3 separate regions of the Sus scrofa genome follow, and regions 1 and 3 are each linked to region 2. A link is a contact called in public Hi-C and promoter capture Hi-C data. All regions are on one chromosome and are shown on one strand. The core of a region is the stretch at or near the end of the contact, and the rest is flanking DNA. Distances in the headings are between cores, read along the strand shown. Region 1 holds the start of MYL4 (myosin light chain 4). Region 2 overlaps MAPT (microtubule-associated protein tau). Region 3 holds the start of CDC27 (cell division cycle protein 27 homolog).

Region 1 (4,453 bases), core at 1,836-4,335, 320 kb before region 2:
CAACTAGGAACCATGAGGTTGCGGGTTCGGTCCCTGCCCTTGCTCAGTGGGTTAACGATCTGGCGTTGCCATGAGCTGTGGTGTAGGTTGCAGACGCAGCTCGGATCCCGCGTTGCTGTGGCTCTGGCGTAGGCCGGTGGCTACAGCTCCGTTTCGACCCCTAGCCTGGGAACCTCCATATGCTGTGGGAGCGGCCCAAAGAAATAGCAAAAAGACCAAAAAAAAAAAAAGTTTGATTGATTGGTTGGTGGTACCTCTCTGCCATTCCCAACTCTGCTGGGCAAATTTGGGAGGACAGAGCAAAAACCTGTTCTTTTTTTTTTTTCTCAATAAATTTATTACATTTATAGTTGTGCAATGATCATCACAATCCAATTTGATAGGATTTCCATCCCACAACCCCAGCACATCCCTCCACCCCTCCAAACTGTCTCCTTTGGAGACCATAAGTTTTTCAAAGTCTGTGAGTCAGTATCTGTACAGAAACCTGTTCTTGAGAGGAGACACCTGTAATCCCAAATAGCCCTCACCAGCCCCAACACTGGCTCCACACCTCCGTGGGACTGTGATCTGGGGCATGGACACCACAGCCCTCACCCCAGTCCAGCCTCTGAGCTCCAGGGCAGATATGATCCCAAATGTCATACCTACCCCCCATCCCAGTGGCCGAGGCTCACTCACCTTTATACTCTTGGGGTCAAAGGTGGGTTCCTTGGCAGGCTCAGGAGGTGGGGCAGGGGCTGGAGCCGGGGCCGGGGCTGGGGCTGGGGCTGCCTTGGCCGCTTCCTTCTTAGGCTCAGGCTTCTTGGGAGGCATGTTGTCTTGCTGAGATCTTCCGCGGAGGTGGCACCCAGGAAGGACTCAAGAGACGCGGCGCCCAGGAGATGAGATGGGAGACTGGGCTGCCTCCCGCCCCTTTTATCCTGGGCAGGAGCCCCCACAGAGGGGCTGGGTGAGAGCGTGAGCAACTGTGGCTGACTATAAAAGGAAGAAACACCAGCAGGGTACAGCTGACAACTGTGTATTGTCACCAGGTTTGGGGCTACCAGTCCCCACCCCACCCCTCACCCCCACCTCACACACTCACGGCCTCCACCTCTGGGACAGACTGACCCTTCCTGCCAGTTGGTGGAGACCAAGAGGGGCCAGGAAAACAGACCCTCCCAAAAATGCCAGAGTCCAGCCAGAGAGATGAGCTGACTTGAGCAGTTGATAACCCTCACACAAAGCCCAGGGGAGGGTGAAGCTTTTTTTAGCCCCTCCTGAGCAGAGGCAGCCCACTGCACATTCCTTTTAAGCCAAGATCCTTTAAGCTGAGAGCCATTCCGGGGCCTCGGCTCTGCCCTGAAGTTCAACTCACAGGCCTGGAGCCCTGAAGCAACAGCTGGTCCAGCCAACCCAGGCTGTCCCACACCCTCCCAACCCACAGGGTAAAACCCTCCATCTTCCAGAGCCAGCTCCCCAAGAACTCCCCAGCCCTCAAATCCCTAGGTCCACCCGCACAACCTCAATCACTCCTTCAACAAATACTGAGTGCTCAACTTGTGTCCAGAGGAGCTAGGGTGAGAAGCAGAGGGGTTGGCTCAAATGCAATGAGATCAGAGGTCAGGATCTCAGGTCTCATTTTTACTATATACTTCTAACTCACTGTGCGCCTCCTGGTTGTGTGTGTGTGTGTGTGTGTGTGTGTGTGTGTGTGTGTGTGTGTGTGTGTGTAGGGCTCTTTATGTATCAGGCCTGATAGTTAAGTGCCATTCATATAAAATCTCATTAAATCTTCACTATAGGAGTTCCCGTCGTGGCGCAGTGGTTAACGAATCCGACTAGGAACCATGAGGTTGCGGGTTCGGTCCCTGCCCTTGCTCAGTGGGTTAGGGATCCGGCGTTGCCGAGAGCTGTGGTGTAGGGCACAGACTCGGCTTGGATCCCACGTTGCTGTGGCTCTGGCGTAGGCTGGTGGCTACAGCTCCGATTCAACCCCTAGCCTGGGAACCTCCATATGCCGCGGGAGCGGCCCAAGAAATAGCAACAACAACAACAACAACAAAAAGACAAAAGACAAAAAAAAAAAAAAAAGAATTAAAAAAAAAATCCTCACTATAATCCTGTAAGGTAATAATAATAATATCTTTATTATCACTCCCATTTCACACATGAGACTGAGGCTAAAACTGATCAAATAACAAGGTCAGAGCTAATTCACAATAAACTAGCATGAGAAGCAGGTATGTCTGATTGTAAAGGTAATGCTTGAATAATGCATATTATAATCCCAGTTCGGGGGAGCCCATATACGTCTGTGTGTTCATCAGAAAGGTTAGGATGAATACATATTAGACCATTAACAGGAGACACCCCTGGGGACTCAAAGGGTGAGGACAGGAGGATAACAGCAATTTTCAGTTTTTTACTTTTTTCACTTCCTGTATTAACGGAAATTTTTTTCAACAAGCATGTACTGTTTTTGTAAAAAAAAAAAAAAGTTAAAAGTCAAAAAATGTCAGAAAAACAACAGAAAACTTAACCACTGCACAGAATTACTTTGAGCTGAATCTTACGACTCTACAGTTCAGAGGATGAAGAGAAATAAAGCTGAAAGAGAAGTCACTTTGCCTTTCTAGGTCCAGTTTCCTCATCTATAAAACAAGGTTGATAGACCACATAATTCCTGATGCCCTGGAGCCCACATCTGCCCATTCTCTGGGTTCCCTAAGCACGGGCTCCATAGTTTCATTTCCCAGATATTTAGAGCCAAAAGGGCCCTTAGAGATCGTCTCACCCCCTCTGCTTTGACAGGTGAGGAATCTAAGGCAGGAGACTTCGGAGCCACCTCAAGACCCTCAGCTATTCGCAGGCGGAGTGGAGCCAGCTAAGCCCGGCTCCCTGCGTGTGATGCTCTGACACCACCCGCCCCTCCCCTACCCTGTACCTGCTCTCACTGTACCACTAGTGAGCAGGGAAGACTTCAAAGAAAACTGAGGCAGGAAAGGAGGCCAGGACTTCCCCCAAGGGGATCCTAGAGCAAGGCCAGGGCCCCAACCCTAGGCCAGTCCTGGTCCTGGACAGGCACGGCAGCTCCTTGGCTCTTTTCCCCTCCCCACTTCCTCTCTTCTGCCCTTTCTCTTCCTTCTGACTCCTTGTCACCTGCTCCCATGTGCCTCTGCTTGCACCCTTCAGCATTCTCGGCTCTCTCCCTCTCCCTCATTCCCCAGGGGGCTGGGAGCTCAGGTTGCTGGTGATGAGGAAGGAGGGATGAGGAAGCCGAGCCTCTCCCCCTCCCCCACCCCCACCCCCAGCATCCCCTCCCTGGACAAGGTGTCTGGGGTTTGCAGAGGTACACAAACTGTGGAAAACTGCAGGCTAGAAGCTACAAGAGCTAGACGCCACTGTCCTGACTCCAGCCACTTCCCCTCTCTGGGCCTCAGCTTTCTTATCTCTACAAGGAGAGATAGTCAGGGGATTTCAAAGTGTGCAACAGACACCTAAGGCATCCTTAACTTGCTTCTGGCAGTAAGGGACGCAGAGAGGCCAGGTCTGGGGCTCCCCTACCCCTGCCGCTTCAATCAGCACCACTCCTAAGTGTTTTATGTATTACACATAGGAGACAATCACAGCTGTGGGTTTTACCTTGCCTTCCAAGGCAGAGGAAGCTAGAGGCATGCTCAGGTGTCTGGTTTTCCGGAAAGCAGTGCCCGGAGAGAGGCCCACAGGAGGGAGGGATGGGTAAGGTGGCCCTGGCTAACGTGACTGTAGAGTGTGGATTTAGGAACAAGGAAGAGGTGGAAGGGAACTGGGGAGGGGAAGGACGGCTGCTGAGTACCCACGGTGTGAAATATTTGTGGCTCAGAAAGCATGTAGCAGGTCCCTGGGGCCAGACAGCCTGCCTGTCAGCAACACTCAGATGAGTGGCCTGCATGCCTGAAACCTCAGTGGGGGAGGAGCATCTCCTCAAATCGGTTTCTGATTCTCTTTAAGCAACCCCAGCTAAACAAGCAACTGGTACTCAGAAGCCACTGGAAGAGAGCTGTGGTTTCCCAGAAAAAGCCACACGTTGTGAGTCAAGATACCTGACACCAGCCTCATTATTACTAAAACCCACGATGCCCGCAGTTCATAAGACCCCAGGAACCGGAGTCAGAGGTTTCTTACGGTCCTCATTCTGCTTTATGGCCACCGACTGTCACCCTCCAATGTTATCCACCTAGAGTACCCTTCACAGGGGTTACAGCAGGGTCTTACCCTCCAATACAAGTTCAACAATCAGAGCAAAGGAAAGGAAGAGAGAAGGAAAGAGGAGGCAGAAGTGAGGAGGCCAGCGGAGTAGCAGGTGCTGGCAGCTTCACTACTGCCTCTGGGAGGCACGGGGGTTCCCAGCCAGAGCATTTGCTCCAGGCCAAATGCTCCCATTGGAAGGACCTCATGCTTGGTAGAAGGAAGACAAGGACAGAATTTC
Region 2 (4,326 bases), core at 1,441-3,940:
CCCCCTTTTACTGGTAGGTGTATTTTTTTCCTAACATAAAGGCTGACATTTTTATATACTCAAATTCTTCCTTTGTAACATCTCTGGCTTTTAAATGTAAAAACCATCCCTGACTTAGAGGCTGGATAAATACCTAACTCCACATCACCCCTTTCACCTGCCATCCCCCACCTTACTGATAAAAAGGCCCAGAGACGTTCAGCTTCTTTCTCAGGTCAATATCTACACAGGAATCTAGATCTGGGTGTTTCTGTGGTCACGGCTACTTATGTAACAGCAAAACTTCACCTGGGCTGTCCTCTAGCCTGTTGTCTCATAAACCAAAGTGAAGAGTGAAGTCTCTCCTGCCAGAAGAAGACAGCAAGGCAGTGCCTCAGCCCAGTCTTGACCTGGGATGAGGAGGTAGGTGCTACAGGTTTCCTCATCCTGCTTTGCAGCGAGTTGCTGTCACTCTCTGCACAATGTCTTTGAAGCAGTTTGTTCCACCCTCAAATTTTAAGGAGTCCCTGCATGAACTCCTGCTTTGGGGATAATTTTCTCTTATTCATAACTTTCCATTGGATAAGTCCCAGAAGCAGACTTGCCTGCTTTCACAAGAGAATTGGAGCAGTTTAGAATTGGAAAAGACACAGAAACACACAAAATAATAAAACAAGAAAATTGAAAAGATAATGGTAAGAGAAGGAAAGACTATCAGGACAATTGTACGACTGATCATCGCATTTAGCTCTGAGCTTCCTGGAAGTCAAGGCAAAAAGGGAAAGATGATAATTACATAACTCCCTTACCTGACAAAGAAAATTTACCAGTTTTTCAAAGAGGTTATCTTTCTTTATATATATATATATATATATATATATATATATATGTATTTATTTATTTATTTTGTCTTTTTAGGGCCGTACCCAAGGCATATGGAGGTTCCCAGGCTAGGGGTCGAATCGAAGCTGCAGCTGCCGACCTAGGCCTTAGCCACAGCAACACCAGATCTGAGCCATGTCTGCAACCTACACCACAGCTCACAGCAACGCCAGATCCTCAACCCACAGAGCAAGGCCAGGGATGAAACCTGAATCCTCATGGATACTAGTCAAGTTCGTAAACCACTGAGCCATGATGAGAACTCCATTCTGTACTGATTTTTACAAGAAATTCATCAAATGACTCAAGAGACATTAAGCAATAACAAGATCTGCAGCATACACAGAAATGTTTTCTCCATGTGGCTTTTTCTTCTTTTTATGGCCACATCTGCAGCATATGGAAGTGCCCAGGTTAGGGGTCAAATAGGAGTTGCAGCTGTAGGCCTACACTACAGCTGCAACACTGGATCCAAGCTGCATCTGTGACTGATGCCACAGCTTGAGGCAATGCCGGATCCTTAACCCACCCACTGTGGGGCCAGGGATTGAACCCGCATCCTCACAGACACTGTTGGGTTCTTAACCCACTGAGCCACAATGAGAACTCCCATATGTTTTTTCCTCGTTCCAATCCCACAAAAAAAGGCAAAAGCTTTTGCAGGATTTGGCAGGAGACATAAGGATATTTACAAAGCAGACCTGAATTACTGTTAGTGGTCAAATTAAGGCAATACCCTTTACAGAATGGTAGATTTACAAAAAGGAGAAGAAAGGGCAATGGATGGCATTATGAAAATGGAATCCTAAAACTTAATTTCTCAGCTGAGTAAATGTAAAGTATTGAGCCTCAGCTCTGGGCAGACACTGAAAATACCCATCAAGGAAAAAACGTTTTGGAGGCTCCGATTTTTGATCCAGAGGTCTCCTAATCCAGGGACATATTCCTGTGGTCAGGGTTTGATCTGGAGGAGAGGCTGGGGTGGGGTGAGGCTAGGAGTGGATCCACTTTGGTTTAATCCATTTCCCGGACAACCCCAAACGGTTCCAAACTCTCATCAGACCTTGTTCCGGTTCTGTTTGGGCTCAGATTTCTCAAGGTGCTCCAGATGGCCCAGCCCTCCCCCTCAGGAGCTCCCAGGCTGGCCCAGTGTCTTCAGGCCACCGTCACATCCCTGGGGACGCATAGGGTTGGGCCTGGCTTGGCCTCAGTAGGGTCAACAGGCTCAGTGCTGAGGCTTGGGGGCTGGTGGGAACTTAACATGGGTCGGCACCGGACACCATAGCAAGCTATTTCTTCAAGCCCAGGATGGTCAGCCTGAAAACTGACCCAGAAGCTCAAACTATTTACATTGTTCTTTTAAACAGTAGCTGCTGCCAAGCTTCTTTAAAATGATGGGATTTACACCAGATTTTTCAGAAACACAGATGCTGTGTACAGGGAAAGTGCCCAGAGGGTCTTGGAGTTATAGGCCTGTCCCAGAGGAGGATCTGCAGAGCCTGACACTTCAACTCAAGTTCTGCTGAGTCTCTGGCCCTGATCCAGGACAGGCAAACTATTCTAGGTACAGACTCACATTTTTTACTTCACATAAGTGTTCTACACACACACATACACTTTTTGAAATGAGACCTGAAACTTTGTCAGCAAATACAGCGGACTCACATCACAAAATACTTCAGTTCTCGGGAATGAGACGGCCGCCTACAGCGTGCCATTGCCATCTTGTGGCCATCTGGAATATTGCAGCCCAAGGCTTTCCAAGCCCTGCAGCTGTGTCCTGTCTGGGGCCTTCACCTCCCAGCTACCGTGACTTTGGCTCCATCTGCTGGAAGTCCACCAGACCACCCTCCCCCTCCTCCCCACACCATGCTCTGGTCATGACTCTGCATGTCCCTTCTCACCTTGGCAGCCACAGGGAGCCCCCTAGTTCTTACCTGGCAGCCTCGGCCCCAAATGAGCTCCTCTCTCTCACCGTGGAAGGTACCTGGGACCCCTGTGCTCTCCGCTGACCACACAGAGCAGCTGCTGAGGTCGGTGCCGCCTTAATCTCGGCCAGGCCCACACTCGCCCCTCTTACTCAGCTCCGCCTCCATGACTCACTGCAGTGGAGCCTGAGGCTCTGCAGGCGGTGTCACCCACCACCCTCTGCCTTCTCCATCCTATCCCATCCTGTCCTGTCGGGCCAAATGCCCAGGCAGTTCACAGCAGAGCCAGCAGGGACCTCCCTCTACCAGCTGTTAACTCTCAGTTCTCCCGTAAACAAACGCAGCTCCAGCCCAGCCCACGCCCCTCTGCTGCCCCGGCTGGGCCTGTTTTAGCTTTAGTTTGCTTTTGCTCTCAGATAGCTTCAGGGGCAGTTTCCCACTAGTCTCTCTCCGTCTGGGTGGGTCTCCAGAACTCTGTGTTGGGGACTGTCCTCTCAGAGACCCAGTGATGATCCCCTCAAAGGGTCTGTCCTGTTTTCTCTGATTTGTTGGTGCAACTGGCATTGTGAGTGACACTCTAAACACAGGTGATTCTCAGGGTGGTGACTCTGGATGGTGCAGGTGACCTCCTCAGGGTGGATGACCACACAGGTGACCCTCAGTGTGGGGGACCATCGATGGTGCAGGCTGCTCCCTCCTGCGTGTGGCCGACCTCTCCTCCTGCCCCCCCCCTTTTTTTTTTTTTTTTGTCTTTTTGTCTTTTGTTGTTGTTGCTATTTCTTGGGCCGCTCCCACGGCATATGGAGGTTCCCAGGCTAGGGGTTGAATCGGAGCTGTAGCCACCGGCCTACACCAGAGCCACAGCAATGCGGGATCCGAGCCACGTCTGCAACCTACACCACAGCTCACGGCAACGCCGGATCGTTAACCCACTGAACAAGGGCAGGGACCAAACCCACAACCTCATGGTTCCTAGTCAGATTCGTTAACCACTGCGCCACGACGGGAACTCCATCCTGCCCCTTTTTATTAGCTCATGTGTCTCCTTCCCCAGCCTGGGCCTTGGAGGCAGGATCTCTTAGCATAGGGTCTGGCGCTCAGAGGTGCCCCAGAAATGTTGGATGAATGAATAAAGGAAAAAAGGGAGGAACCAGCTTTTGAGGCTATAGTATGTTCTCTTTTTTTTTTTTTTTTTTTTTTTTTTTTTTTTTTTTTTTTTTTTTTTTTTTTTTTTTTTATGCAGCTATATTCCTATTGAATTCTTAGCCCCCTCCCAACCCCCTTCCGACCGCCGCCCTCCCCACTCCCCGCCATCGTACCCCTGACAGGCAACCACCGCAACTCATGTTCCTGTCTCGTTCCACTGCCCACCTCCTCTTTTCTAATTTATTTCTGCTCTTATCTTTGTTTCTGTATTCTCATTTCTTTTCTTGTATTCCCTTTTTTCCCTCCATGAACATAATTTATATGCTGCAGTCATTTAATTTTTTAAAATGAAATTATTTAAAATCAAGACTTTCTCCTAAGTACAATTTGT
Region 3 (4,597 bases), core at 1,377-3,876, 310 kb before region 2:
AGAGTAAACTTACTCTGGGCCTTATCAGTGGGCCTACACCTTGCTAAGGATACCATGTCTAGCTTCTTGAATAGTTCCCTAAATGCTGGCCTCCAAATCTGATTGAACATGAAACAGACCATGAATCAGGCTAAGGAAAAGGACAATTTACCATGTTTGGAATAATGCTGATTGTAATTTAACTCCATTTGCCCGCTAAATATATGTGGAGAACAGGTGACAGCAGGATGCCCAAGGGGTTGCTAGATGGTGAGTTTAAGTAGGTCAATCAGGAACAGAAAAGGAAGTGAAAAATGCTCTAAAAGATTCCATCAAAGCACAACTTCAAACGATGTGGCCTTGCTGTGCATGAGTACAAAACCACCAACAGATGTGTTAACCCCGTGAGTAACAGTCAGGAAAGAAATGCTTTGTTTTTTTAGAGAAACGAAAAAAAAGGAGGGACTTTAGGCAAATTCTAAGCTTAAGAGCCAGAGTGCAAGAATCACAGACTCTTTAAATGCTGACTCTAGATACACATTTTCACACAAAAAAATATCATCTTTATGTATCTATCCTGTGTTGTGAGTTCCTACATTTAAATTTACAAGAATCCAGTGTACAAGTACAAGACTTTCACGTGTTGTGTAAAAAAGAGCTGTGCATGTTAAAGGACAGAAAACCAGAGTTCCCGTCATGGCTCAGTGGTTAATGAACCTGACTAGTATCCATGAGGACGTGGGTTTGATCCCTGGTCCCATTCAGTGGGTTAAGGATCTGGTGTTACCATGAGCTGTGGTGTAGGCTGCAGATGCGGCTCAGATCTAACGTTGCTGTGGCTGTGGTGTAGGACCGAAGCTGCAGCTCCTATTCAACCCCTTGCTTGGGAACCTCCATATGCCCTGGGTGCGGCCTTAAAAAAAAAATGACAAAAAACTTAGCATGAACAAACCGTGTCATTGACTGTTATAAAATGCAAATACAACTTTAGTCCACCTTAACAGAAGTAATCCAGAAAATAAAAGCCTGTCCTCTTGCATTCCGAACTCCATTTGAAGAAAATCTGGAGTGCTATGCTCACTTAAAAGCATCACATTTTGGAGTTAACAAACCTGACTAGCATCCATGAGGACTTGGGTTTGATCCCTGGCCTTGCTCAGTGGGTTAAGAATCCAGTATTGCCGTGAGCTGTGGTGTGGGTCACAGATCCCAAGTTGCTGTGGCTGTATCGTAGGCCTGCGGTTACAGCTCTGATGAGACCCCTAGCCTCAGAACCTCCATATGTTGCAGATGTGGCCAGCCCTAAAAAGCAAACAATCAAACACACAATAAAACCCAAATGTTTTCCTTAACCTTAAGGTTACCAAAGAGGGAAGGGAGAGAGAGGGAGAAATTAGGAGTATGGGATTAATAGCTACAAACTACTCTACACAAAATAGATAAGCAACAAGGATTTACTGTATAGCACAGGGAACTATATTTGATATTTTGTAATAAACTATAATGGCAAACAATCTGTAAATATATCTGCATCACTTTGCTGTTCACCTGAAACATAATATTGTAAATCAACTATACTTGAATTTAAAAATATTGCAAAGACTTTTTCTTATCTACCAAAAAATAAAGTTTTGATAGTTCCCTGTTCACACATTCTGGGGGGAAAGGGAGCAGGAAGTAAATTTGAGAACCTCTTAGAGTTTGTTAGACACAGTCACATACTTTAATGCATTTAGTTCTCTTAATTGCTTTTTTTTTTCAGACTAAGGCAACAGAAGTTCAGGGAGGTTGTGACTTGCTTAAGGACCTAATACAATTTAGTGCCAGAGATAAAATTCAAAACTAAGCCTCTGAATTTCCCAATACACCACAATGCCTCTATCAAGAATAAAAAACTCTTCCCTCCTGAGATTTTTCCATGATCTGGCCACCTAAATAATCATTTCCAGTTAACGTACCAGATCTCATTCTACTTCCTTCTATTTTCTCCTTTCTTCTAATTCTACCCATCCTTCGAAACCAGTCTGAAACTTCCTCATCTCAATCCTAATTAATTTCCCTTTCCTCTCTTCTGAATGCTCACATCACCATATAATGTACTATTCTTTGTTACATTAGTTTTCCGTTAAATAGACAATAATCTCTTTGAGGACCGGGGTCCTACAAAATCTTCGGGGGTGGCAATCCTTCCAATTTCCTATTTTCCTTTTGAGCCTTGAATAGATAGTTCTGGAATGAATGAATGACCTAAACTCAAAATACAGATAATTCTTGTTTAACTAAAGTCAACCCCAAACTCTTGGGTTTAACCCTTTGCTTAATCTGCAGCGCACCAATTAATCCAGCAAGGTTGAGCGGAGAAGCAAGGCGGCCACCGGGTCACGTAACGATCCCAGCTGACTCCTGCAGCCATGCCCAGCCTACTGGTTGCGGATTGGGCGTGCCCTAGGGTGGCCCATGGGGGGCGTGGCGTGCGTGAGTGAAGGCATGGCGTAGAAGTGGAACCTACGCACTGGGTTACACTCGGTAATCTCCGGTAATCCTCGACAATTTCCGGCAACGGTCTCCTCCTCCGTCGATACACCTCGGGTATTTCCGGTTTCCTTCGGTCATTTCCGTCTGGCTCCCGCCCCGGTCTCTCCACTTCGGGTTTTTCCGTGTCCCTTTCGGAAGTACTCGGCAATCGCTCGGCCTCCCCCATCCCCCGGTAACGGTCGCTGGTGAGTTTAAATGAGCCGGGGCTGGCCGGGCCGGAGCCGCTACGGGGGGGGGCCTGAGGCACTGCAGAAAGTGGGCCTGAGCCTCAAGGATGACGGTGCTGCAGGAACCCGTCCAGGTAATGGTAACCCCCTTCGCTGAGGCTTGGCTCGCAGCCTTGGTCTGGAAGCAGCGTATGGCCACTTCGCGGCCTGGTGCGGCCTAGGCCCGGCTGCTTCTCCCGCCTCCCCTCTCGCCGGCTTCTGCCTGTCTTCTCGTCAGTTCCGAAGCCTTGCCCGCAACCTAAGCCGTGTTACCTCTGGCCCTACATTACTTCTTCCCCCAGCAGGAGCGGGGTTCGTTGATAAGACCCCCTTTCCCTTCCAGGCCAACGTCGAGCGAACCCCTTCTGTCAGTCTGGGGGCCGGGCCCGGGACGGGTTTGGGATGAGGGGGCGGAAAACTAGCCCCAGGTGCTCTCTTGCCTGAAGATGATTGGGAAGCATATTTGATCAGCGTTTGCAGGATCTTCATAATGGTGGGGCAAGTTTGCGGGGAGAGTGTTGTTTTTGATTTTGTTTTTGTTTTTTTGTGAGTAGGTGGAGGGAGGGTAGGATCGGTGTTTTTAATACTAATTTCTATTTCGGTGACAGACTTTGTAACCCACGTTGCTTTTCTCGCCCAGTAAACTTCCTTCTGGACAATGATTTCCGTCGAGAACTCCAAGGCCCGGTGCTGAGATGCAAGCACCTATTAAAGGGGAGAGGGTGGAAACGGCAAGTTGGGTTTTTTCCATGACCTATGATGGGAATCAGGAGTGTTTTATTGTACGTGTTTATAAGGCGTTCAGGAAATGAAAGGCAGATAATGATTTTTCCGTCCGTACCACACCAAGGTATGTTTTGATGCAAAGTGCTCCATTGGCTTGGAAGGAACCCTATTGGATTTTAAGTGTGTGATGATGCAGTGCCAAGTCATTCCCCCCCCCCCCAAGACATCTGAAGAAACTGAATCTTTTGTCCCTTGGTGATGGACCAGGTCTGGGAGACTTTATGCCTACCCTATGATCTTTGAATTGATTAAAAGAGTTGACCTTTATCAACTACTGTCTTTGAGTCAGGGACTTTCTTTATTTTGAAGTTAAAAAAAGAAACCAATTTTAGAAGTTCTTTCATATTGCCCTTAATAGGCCTATTCACTACTTACTATTGGTATCACATAGTAAAAAATTTAATACATCACTCCTTCCATATTTCCTTAATTTTTCTTCACAGGATGAAATACTATTTTCTCCTAGTTGGCTCTTTCTCTAGCTCTTTTCTGTATAGCAACTATTAGTTTTTTAGTTAATATAATGTGAGATTCTATCCTGGAAGTTTACCTGTTTTTACATTATACTGGTGCTTTCAAAGCTATTTCCTTCCATCACTTTTCTCTTACTAGTAAAGAGTCCCTTTTTAAGATTTTTTTTTTGAAGCCTAACATGAAATTGGAAGTTACTGTCTGTACCTTTTTAAATGGATAAGCAAATCACTTAAATCGTTTAATTTCTGCTTCAGATTTTTGTAATTTCAATAATTAATGATATATTTTCCTTCTCTGGTCCCCAAACCCTTCTAAAATGATAAACTAGTTTTATTACTAACCTATAACAACTATTTATTAACAATTTAAACTTACATAAAAACATAAAGAAAATATGTAGCCAATTCCTTGATAGTACCAATCGAGTTTCCTCTTTTTCTTTAAAGTACTCTTAACTCTAAAGCATTTAGGGTATTTTTAAGGCTTAAAAGTCAGATTTGTCTTGGAGTTCCCATCCTGGCTCAGCAGTTAGCAAACCCAGCTAGCATCCATGAGGACACGGGTTCAATACCTGGCCTTGCTCAGTGGGTTTAGGATCCAGCATTGCTATGAGCTGT

What was found. Promoter capture Hi-C pulls out the DNA fragments that hold promoters and counts their contacts. A called contact is a pair of places that touch in the nucleus more often than the background predicts.
Region 1: a Hi-C map of embryonic fibroblasts shows a contact between it and region 2, with 2.5 times the contacts expected there. The contact joins the promoter of MYL4 here to the enhancer-like site in region 2. A contact is called at or near these places in 7 of 47 Hi-C or Micro-C datasets (embryonic fibroblasts, liver, mesenteric adipose tissue and 3 more) and 1 of 2 datasets of contacts at active chromatin or transcription factors (alveolar macrophages).
Region 3: a promoter capture Hi-C map of skeletal muscle shows a contact between it and region 2, with 8 times the contacts expected there. The contact joins the promoter of CDC27 here to the enhancer-like site in region 2. A contact is called at or near these places in 3 of 5 promoter capture datasets (fetal liver, liver and skeletal muscle), 12 of 47 Hi-C or Micro-C datasets (alveolar macrophages, embryonic fibroblasts, epiblast stem cells and 7 more) and 1 of 2 datasets of contacts at active chromatin or transcription factors (alveolar macrophages).

Annotation. Positions count from the first base shown.
Region 1 is chr12:16,789,128-16,793,580 of Sscrofa11.1, forward strand. It overlaps MYL4 (myosin light chain 4), which reads right to left and starts at 3,086. Exons shown (of 8, transcript XM_003131306.2): 1 at 2,930-3,086; 2 at 682-978. The coding sequence starts at 816.
Region 2 is chr12:17,114,356-17,118,681 of Sscrofa11.1, forward strand. All of the region lies in intron 7 of MAPT (microtubule-associated protein tau), which reads right to left. Among named protein-coding and RNA genes, the nearest start is that of MAPT, 95 kb to the right of the region's middle. Within about 2 kb of position 2,691, at least 50 of the 83 cell types and tissues checked have an H3K27ac peak or open chromatin away from gene starts, as enhancers often do. A contact at or near this core is called in alveolar macrophages, embryonic fibroblasts, epiblast stem cells and 6 more, where this site is marked.
Region 3 is chr12:16,808,242-16,812,838 of Sscrofa11.1, forward strand. CDC27 (cell division cycle protein 27 homolog) reads left to right here and starts at 2,627. Exons shown (of 19, transcript XM_003131307.5): 1 at 2,627-2,815. The coding sequence starts at 2,789.